2 separate regions of the Rattus norvegicus genome follow, and region 1 is linked to region 2. A link is a contact called in public Hi-C data. All regions are on one chromosome and are shown on one strand. Each heading gives the region's core, a stretch centred on a gene start, on an enhancer-like site or on the middle of the called end of the contact. The rest is flanking DNA. Distances are from core to core; before and after follow the strand shown. Region 1 holds the start of Cdk6 (cyclin-dependent kinase 6). Region 2 holds the start of Fam133b (family with sequence similarity 133, member B).

Region 1 (5,254 bases), core at 710-3,209, 210 kb after region 2:
GTTTGGAAGAACGCTACTTTATTTACACATGTGATCATTCCCTTTTACCTGGACACCCCGCAGGTAACAGATAAATGAAACTGATACTAAATTCTAATACTGAAATTCATCCTTTGGAACAGCTACAGTGATCCTGTAAGGTAGCGACTCAGAGCCAACACGCACCTTTCAGGATCACGGATGGAACTCCCTGAAGAACTTTTTTTTCAACAAGACATAGACAGACAGATAGACAGACACACGCATGCACGCACAGATGGTAATCCACATTTAGTAAAACCCGACTTTCTAGAAGACTCATTCTCCCACGTCTCATTACCTTCTCATAGGTACAATGGGGTCCTTTATTTACACTGTCTTTTTACTTACATATGTAGTATGGTTCACGTATGAGTCTGACTCTATTGAGAACAAGGTGCTACCAAAAACAAAACAAAAAAACCCCAACCAAACCAAAACAAAAACCACCCCAAACCAAGCCTTGTAGAGGAGTTACGAGCCCCTTAGTGACCCCCCACAGAAGATGCTGTGGTCTCTGAGTCTGTGGAAGGCTTGGTATTTCAAAGGTCAGTCTTGGTCACTCCTTTTGGATGACTAATGCTACATTGTTTGACTTTCTACAAAAATATTTAGCTGTGCTTATTTACATAATTTCATCCCCAGGGCATACAGTAGGCACATATTGGTTGTAAGGAATCCCAGACGAAAAGAAGAGCTGCGAATGGTAAACTCTAATTTTATGGAAAATTTATGGAAAGGTCTGTGCTTTCCCTTTTAACTTCCAGCAATGCAACTGCTTAAAAAGAGAGAAGGATAAAAGGCACAGTGGGGGAAATCCCAGCATCTTCTAGAAAACACCATTATCTTCAATCGCAGGAGAGTTGGTTAAGAATGCTTCCTCACCCACCTGCACAACTTTTCCAGGGAAACAGGTCTTAAAATCTAAAGCGCAGACTCACATCTAACCCCCAAGAGAGGCAGTCTAAGTCAGAACATACCAGTCCACAGATACTAAATGATACAGACAATCAGGTAGCGGTTTGAGAAGCAAGTGCCCGCCTCCCCACCCTCCCTCCCTCTCTTTTCTCAAATAGGGTCTTTTGTAGCTCAGGCTGGCTTCGAACTCTGGATCTTCCTGATTCAGTGTTCCTAGTACCCAGCCTCGAAAGACATTTTTCAAACAATGTTTAACACTAGGCATCAGAGTAGAAACTTCTGAACTTCTAAGACCATCAGAAGTCATTCTACAACTATATATATATATATATATATATATATATATATATATATATATATATATATATATATATATGCCACCAATGTGGGTGTGATTGGCAAACACATTCTTACACATTTCTGCATTTTCTTAAATTTTATTTACATTATGCTCCACCCTTTATCACAAGCTGGATAACTACCTCACTCTGTCTCTCAAAAACTCCCCCACGAACGGGAAAAGTTAAATAAGGGCTGGAGGGGCGTTTCTGGGGGTTGTTGGGTTTTGTCCCTAAAAGACACCCAACGCCCCCGGATCCCTTGAGGCAAGCAGAGTGAAAGCTCGTCAGAATTGCTTGGCTGTTGGGAATTCACCGCAGGTCTCCTTTTCTGCCCTGTCCAGCAAGGTCATCGGTTTTATCTGGGGAAACTCAACTCTTACTCTAGTTGGGTCACCAGCCGCCCCTTGCCCAGCACCTTCCCGGACCGGATAGCCAGGGCTCTAGGCTCACCTGACCACGTTGGGGTGCTCAAAGGTCTCCAGGTGCCTCAGCACCGCCACCTCGCGGATGGTGGAGAGCGGCATGCCCTCCTCTCCGGTCTGCACTCGCACGCGCTTCAGAGCCACGAAGCGGCCGCCGTTCTTCAGGTCGCGGGCCTTGAACACCTTCCCGTAGGCGCCTTCCCCGATCTCCGCCACGCACTCATACTGCTGGTCGGCGCGACTCAGGCTGTCCTTCTCCATGCTGGCTGGAGGCTGCCGGCGCGGCACAGTGGAACCGGGTGCTCACTGGTTGCCTTATACGCCTCCGGGACGCCCGGAGTCGGACTCGCGGCCGCCGGGCTGGACGGACCGACCTCTTTGCCCGCGGGCTCAAGCCGGGCGCAGCCGCCGCGAAACTCCGCCTAGCCGAGTCGCCGCGCTGCGGCCGCAGGAGAGCGCCGATCCCTCCTCTTCCCCCTCCGCAGCGATTACATAGTCTGCCCACAATCTCTGCACCTAGGAGGAGGAGACGGGAGGACAAGGAGAAAGTGTGATCAGGCTGCTTGGGAGACTTCACCGGGTTCCACCAGCTCCCCTCCTCCTCCCCTCTATTCGCCCCAGCTGCCTAATCCGGCCGGGTTTCTCCGAGAAAAACCAAGTTACTTTTTCTTCCCCAGCAGGGCTCGTGCAGTCTTCGCGAGGAGAGGTTGCTCCGGCCCCTCGGGGATGAGCGCCGCGCGGGAGGCAGCGGGACGAGAGGGGGCGTGCCGAGCAACCCAGAGTGTGCCGGGAGCGCGGGGGAGGGGAAGCGGCGGGCGCGTCAATGTCACGGCTCAATATTTATACCTATACCGTTGTTCTCAGCTGCCCTCTCTGACTCCGGGGGCCTGGACGTGCGGGGAACGGGGCGTCCTGGGGGAGTTCAGAAGCTGGCGTGAATGCACCAGGGGTTCACCCATGTGGGGCAGCAGAACCGGGTTGGGGCTCCCAGGACCCTGTAACCCGATGCTGGGAGTATGCGAGTAGGGGTGGTCAGACATCTGCTCGGAAATTGCTTCCTTTCTTTCTACTTTCAGTTTTTCTACCGAGAGACATTTAAAAGGGACTCGCTCACACAAATGGTCTTTGGGGGTATGGCAAGCTTAGTGGGAGACGAAATTCTGCCTCCGACTCGGAGGACCTCCCTGGTGGAAACTCTGGGAGGACAGACCATCTGGTAGAGGAGGGCTGGGGCTACTAGAGATGGGAGAGCGAGGGGCCCTGGAAGGGGAGAAGTGCTTCCCCCCCACACACACACTAATCCCAAGGGTGTGGGGAAGGCTCGTCCTGTACGGAAAAAGTAACTTCGGGATTTAGCTAGCTAAACCGGGCTGGTCCTAAAGTTTTCAACCCGTGCAAAAGCAACCGCCCTTACGACGGTGGGGGTGAAGGGTAGTAAACGTAGGTCTCCGGGGTGTGAGAGGAGACTGCCCTTGTGTCACGACCACCGAACCTCTGCCCGATATTCCGGGACGGCTGGAGGTCGGTAGCCGAGACGGTCGTTCGGTTCCCCAAAGTCTGGAGGCCAGGTCCCACGCGTAGTCAGGCGCCCCTTCCCCGTTCAGTTGTTTAGGGATGACCCAGTAAGCCTTCCCATCCCACGGAGGCCTTAGTCTGGGCTGGACCTTGGTCACCGCAGCCGCGTGTCCGGAACGGTCCACAGGCGTTTACCTGCCCCGCACCCCTCCTCCCCCGCTCGCTCTTCTGCCTGGAATTAAAGAACACATGGCGCGACCCCCCCCCCCCCCCTGGGTGCCCGCGTAGCACCGCGCGGCCAAGGCAGAGTCTCTCTCGGCTCCTTTGAGAGCTTTCCTAAAAAGCTGTGGAAAGGACCCCCCAGCCCTCGCCCGGGGGTCCGAGCCAGGTCGAGGGCCACACAGGTAGCGGGAGCAGCGGCCTTGGCGCCCGCCCTCCCCCTCTGGTGGTGTCCAGCCCAGGTTCCGGGAGGCGGCAGCCGTCCCACCCCCGCGGGCCTGCACCCCCCGGACCCGAGAGGCGGTGCCTAGCCCCCTCCCCTCCTCCACTTTTTTGTTGTTGTTGTTGCTTTCCCACGCTGGCTGAATGTGACTTGACCCCATTTCAAAAAAGTTTGACATAGTGCTTCAACATTTCCGCATTCCTCCGCGACTACAAAGGCTGCAGCCGCCTCCTTCTGCTTTCTGTCTCTGCTCTGTCTTCGCACTCAATGAAATCCTTCATGAGCCTCTCCCGAAGCCTTGCCAAACGCCGCAAGGGTCGCCACCAGCGCAGCGAGGGGAGGCCGCCCGCGGGACCGCGACCCGCGCGTGTGCGCAAACGCAGATGCGCCCGCGCAGATACGCCCACGTGCACGGGGACGAGTGCGCCGCCGAGCCCCGGGCTGCTCTTGCCCAGGGTGTGCATTTGAACTGCAAAGCTTTAAATAAGAAAAGCAAACTTGGGGCGTGAAGCAAGAGTGCATGCTTGCGGGGCTTCAACCCCGGTGGGCTCCGTGCACTCCTCCGTGCATAACGCGCCCGAGGGGTCGCCAGCAGGAAGGCTGGGCGAACGTTTTACTCCTTAGTGGGGAAGATGGGGCCCATACCCACACCCCTCGGGAGGCTGCAGAGGGAACTTGCACAGGGGAAATAAACATGGGGGCGCGGAAACACATTCTCCAGCACGGAATCCCACCCAGACGGTGCATGTTCAACTTTAAATGTGACTGTCCAAGTAGAGTCAGTTTGGGGAAGCTCGATGAGAAGTGAACGTGTGGCTATTTTGCGCACCAATCTGTTCAAGCTGGCATAGGACCCTGGGGTCGGGGTGTCCTCGGTGTGGAAGGTTCCTCTCGAGACCTCTAGCTTCCCCCAGCTGGCCCCCATAACTTAACCAGTCTCAACTAAGGGGTTAACGCCAGCGGATCCCGAGGGGCCACACAGCCCCCTACACCCCGTTACCCTCACCCACCCCGATCCTCGCCGGGGACCCCCCCCGTCCCTCAGCCCACCCACGAGAGCCCGTGGCCCCTTACCTGCGGTCCAGGGGCGCCGGCCTCTTGTGAAGCTGGAATGTCTGTCGGCCCCCGCACGTGTTCGCCCCGTGGAGCAGGTAACTGACTACTGCGGCCCAGGCGAGAGGCGCTCTGCGGGCAGGGGGTGGGCACAGCGGCGGAGGGCGGAGGGACGGAGGAGGGCGCCGCCCGCGGGGCGTCCAAGGAGGCTCGGGGGCCCTCGGGGCTCTAGCCTGGGCTGGGGGCCCGAGTAGAGGAGGCTGCGCGGCTGGGCGGGGATCTGCGAGCCTCGGGGCCCGAGACCTACCCGGAGGCGAGTGTGCAAATTAAAGCCTTCCGGAGCAAGCGAGCCAGGCCCGGCCCGGGCTGTGCTGCTCCCCAGCGATCGGCTCAGAACGGGGGGCCCGGAGGGCGGGGGAGAGTTAAATGAAAATTTCCGGTTCTCACTGAAACCTCTCTAGTGGGGGAATCTCGCGACTGAAAATAAGTCGCGTGAAAGTGATCGGGTGGGATGCGGCGTCGGGGGTCCGCAGGGTTTCTACACC
Region 2 (4,709 bases), core at 477-2,976:
TAATCAATGTAAGAAAAAGAACTGGATTGCCTCTCAGACAATTTCTAGAGAAGAACAACAGCTAGTATTTTCAGAGGCAGACACTCAAAATCTAGTTCTGGAAAAACTATGGAGCTAGTAAAGAGACCAGTGATTGTGGTGGATTGAGGGACAGGTGAGACTGAAACAGAGCTTTCAAAGTGGTGACAGTGTTCGGTCCCCAGCTCCGAAAAAAAGAACCAAAAAAAAAAAAAAAAAAAAAAAAAAAAAGTGGTGACAGTGCATCATAATGGGTGGTATCATTATTAATGTGTCCAAAGACACACTATGCACAGTATCACAGGATGGGATCCTGTTTTCCTGAAACATAGTCAGTTCACCTGTATCTCTACAGTGGAGGATGTTGATAATGGAGAAGCTGTGTGTGTGTGGAACCAGGATATATAGGATGTGTGGGTTAAAAGCCTTATTAAAGTGAGACTCTGGGGAGAGGGGAGGGATCCAGATCCATGAGGTACTGAACCAAATACCAAATGATACAAGTTATGGTCAAGTTTAAGCATCCTTGCCCTGCCCTCTATGTCTCAGATCTCCCTTACATCTACAACTCCCACCTTTTGAAAAAATGTTTTCAGTCTTAGAATCTTTGAAGTACAAACAAAATGCTACCAGAACATATTGTGGGATGACAACAGAACAGTACAGAGCTGTCAAAACGCTCCAGTAAACGAAACTAATTTTTATGTTTTGAAAATGACTTGAGGAATATATAAATGAAACTTTCCAGTAAAATGAAACAGTCTGGATTTCAGTAAGAAACTATAATGTCTGTAAGCAATCCTATAATCTTTAAAATCACGACAGCATCATTAATAACAACAAAGCAAAACTGTCTCCATTCCTGGTGAGGTGATTTCTACCTGAGAGGACACTAAAAGAACCCAAGCACTAGGTCGAACTTAGGATGCCCAAGCACATAGAGCATTTCAACACTATCCTATGATCCAGTTAACGCGTGGTCTCGTCCTGAAGCCAGGAGGAAAGTACACTCCTGAACAGTGCAAGCAAGATTCGCGACCACCAAGCTTCCATGACGGAATCACAAGGCACTAAAACGGACGTTTTTGTTGTTTTAAAGACGGGGTGGCGAACACTATCATTTCCCAGGCCGATTTTTATAGGTACCCGCACGTTCAGTTGGGCAGTTGCCTTTGTGGTCAAACTGTGACTAAGGAGGTCCCCCCATTCCCACAGGTAGAAACTTGGGTTCAGAAGTCACTAACTTCCGAGGGCACAGGAGTCTAGAGCACCCCAAAGCCATCATTCCCGCACCCCACCCCCATTCCCGCGGTTGGGCTGCGCTGGGTCTGGGCCTCTCTGCACAGACGGCGCCGGCTCCGGTTCCGTGCTCTCAGCCCTTACCGCGGCGGAGCGGCAGGCCCAGGGCCCGCAGAGCACGACGCTGAGGACCAGCAAGGCGCACGCGCACCGCACGGCGCGGGGTCTCGGGGCCCCAAGTGCGACGCGGCCGCCAGCCCCGCCGCGACGGGCGACGGCTTCCGCTCGCTCGCCTGCCGTCCGGCCCCCGCCTCACTCCACCGTTTTCCCTACCGAATACTCACCACGCGATTGTCTCGCTTCCCCATGGTGGCCGGCCGAACGCGCGTGAACCCACAGGGAAAGCAGGCCGGAGAAGAAGCCGAAGCGGCCCGCCGCAAGTCTTCTTACCGCCTCTATGCCCCGCCCAGAGAGCGGCGCCCTGCCAATCCGGGGGACCGCGCACGCCACGGCGCCCCCTGGCGGTGTGGAGGACAGACCAGCGCTAGCGACAGCCCGCGGGTTCCCAGGAGCTACAGCAGGATTCTTGTGACCCCACTATGTGTACCCCGCCTCGCCAAGGCAGCTCACTCCATTTGGCCTTGGCTTTCTTATGCGCTGAAATACTCATTCTAGGGGGAAGCAAGATTACTACTATCCCTACTGTGCCTGCGCTGGTACACTGTTGAAAATAAAGTGAAGACCAACACAATCTGGTCCTAGAGACTTGCTTAAGGAATTTGTGCTCTAAACTTCATTTATTCATCACCTGTGAATTTTTTTTTTTTTTTTTTTTGAGACTGGGTTTCTCTCTGTAGCCCTGGCTGTCCTGGAACTAGCTTGGTAGACCAGGATGACCTTGAACTCATGAAAATCCACCTACCTCTGCCTCCCTGGAATTAAACAGATCCACTACCACCCGGCAATTTCTGTTATTGGTTTATTTTTTTTAAATCATCTACTTGACATAATTACTATTTAAGAACACTTACTGCTCCTGCAGAGGACTTTGGTTTAGTTCTAAGTAACCACATGATAGTTCGTAACCATAACTCCAGTTCCTGGGTATCCAATGCCCTCTTCTGACCTCTGTGGGTACCAGGCACACACACTGCACACACATACATGTAGGCAAACACATAAAATAAAGCTGACAAAAAATTTGTCATAAAACTTTTAAAAAATGAGTCTGGGACAAGTTAAATATAGTTAAGATGTAACTTATCCCTATCTTTTAGGGGTGTGTTTCTAAACTCGCAGGTTAGACTTTACTGCTTTGGTGCTATGGGATTATCTGCACTGTCCCTAAACTGCAGAAGTGGTCTAGACTCTAGACACTAATACACCATACTCTGAGTATTTACAGGGTTGAAAAAAGTGCCTTGTAGATTCATGTCAACACGAGAGCATAAGAAGATAATTTAAAATTGATCAGAATCCTTTTTGGATTTTTAGAAAATGGAAATATGGGACTTTCATTATATTGAAGAAAATCCTTTAGCCTTTTCCTGGACCTCCTGGATATGACCATAGCATAGCACCTGGGAGGTTTAGGGTTGGTGGGTAGAAGTCATGAGTTCAAGGCTATCTTGAACAACAAAATAAATCCAAGTCTGATCTGGGCAACTTGGTTAGACATTGTGTAAAGTAAAATTCAAAGGGAACAAAAAGACTGGTATGAGTTTCGGGATGCGTGATCATACTGGGAAACCTGAGATTGTGTTATTTATTTAAAAACAGTTGTTTCTAGTTGTGGTGTGGCCTAGCCCTTGTACACATCTTTAATCCCAAACAATGAAGGTACAGTTAGTTTGTAGAAGGAAGCACCCATGTTTGATAGTGATGTCTAATTGAGCGGCAGACAAAGTGATGAATCAGAGAAAGATCTGACAAAATAGTATATGCACAGCTCTCAAGAGAAAAGAGAGGAAAGGGAAGCTACTTAGGAGAGCAGTGCAGAGAGAAAGAGAGGACAGAGGCAGTTTTATCCTGAGAGTTTTACAGAGACTGGTTGAACAGAGAACAAGCTAGACACAAGTGAAAATGGAATGAATCACGAGAGTGAGAAGGAGCCAGAAGATTAGAACAGATTGCCAGAGTTAGTTCGAGGCCAAGCAGACCAATTCAGTCAGAAACTGAGAGAAGCCAGTTGGAATCAGTCAGCTTGGAGATGGATTTAAGCCAGAACAGCTGAACTGAACCAGAGAGGGTGAGTATTTTCAGCAGTAAGTCTCAAAGCCTGTTAAACATTCTAGGCCTATACTAGATTGTATAGAGGCTGGAAGCTTCCAGGACTAGACCTAGGTTATCAGACTGAGGTAGTAAACATCAGAGATGACATTTAATTCAGGGAAATAAAAGTTACATATATAGGTAATAAAAGTGGCAGTGATGGATCATTTACCTAGCATGTGTGAGGCCCCACATCTAATCTAGTACCGCAAAGAAAACCACCTTTTTCTCTCTGAGAGAGAGTCCCTCCTTTCTCATACTTTGGTGTTGAAACAGATATTCCAATCTCCACTTTCTTTCTTAAAATGTTCCTGTAATAGTTTGGATGTAATTGGCTCCCCTAGGCCTGTAGAAAGTGGTGCTATTAGGTGTGGCTTTGCTAGAGTGGGTGTGGCGTTCTCCTGCTGCTGCCTGTGGATCAACATGTAGAACTTTCAGTTGTTCTTCCAGCACTACGCCTGCTTGTATGCGGCCATGCTTCCCACCATGATGATAATGGACTGAACATCTAAAACTGTAAGCTAACCCCAATGAAATGTTTTCCTTTATAAGAGTTGCCTTGGGGCTGGAGAGATGACTCAGTGGTAAAGAGCTCCCACTGCTCTTCCAGAGGTCCTGAGTTCAAATCCCAGCAACCACATGGTGGCTCACAACCATCTGTAATGGGGTCTGATGCCCTCTTCTGGTGTGTCTGAAGACAGCAACAGTGTACTTATATATAATAAACAAAATAAATTAAAAAAAAAAGAGTTGCCTTGGTTATGGTGTTTCTTCTTGGCAATAAAACCCTAAGACAGTTCCCCAAATCTATTAAATGCAACCAATGGTGGTTCTTCCAGTACCACTCAGTACTGATTGATCTTGGGGAACCGGTCTCATTGTCCACTGTCGATCTGGTCTCAAGACTTTTATTTCTGTTTCTTCTTCCTTATCCCTTACTTCCAACTTAAGTTGAGGATTAACCACCTTCGCTTTGCGCCTGAGGAGAAAAGAAGATTCTATGAGTAATAGCCTATTCTTTCTTTGTGGTTCACTGATGGTGCCCTGGGCACTTAGCAGTCAGTATTTCCAGTAGCCCAACTGGAGAGAGAGGCCTGAGAAAATGGGGAGTTTTCCCTTTAGCTCCTTGCTTTCACTTTCCCCCCCTCAGCTTGCTTGACACAATTCAACAGGAAGATTCG

The links. Hi-C and Micro-C count contacts between places; a contact is called where the count stands out from the background.
Region 1: a contact with region 2 is called in a Hi-C map of the Rat2 cell line, with 3 times the contacts expected there. The contact joins the promoter of Cdk6 here to the promoter of Fam133b in region 2. A contact is called at or near these places in 2 of 12 Hi-C or Micro-C datasets (the Rat2 cell line and Schwann cells).

The regions. Positions count from the first base shown.
Region 1 is chr4:31,779,543-31,784,796 of GRCr8, forward strand. It overlaps Cdk6 (cyclin-dependent kinase 6), which reads right to left and starts at 1,960. Exons shown (of 7, transcript NM_001191861.2): 1 at 1,728-1,960. The coding sequence starts at 1,960.
Region 2 is chr4:31,569,054-31,573,762 of GRCr8, forward strand. It overlaps Fam133b (family with sequence similarity 133, member B), which reads right to left and starts at 1,727. Exons shown (of 11, transcript NM_001024799.2): 1 at 1,602-1,727. The coding sequence starts at 1,625.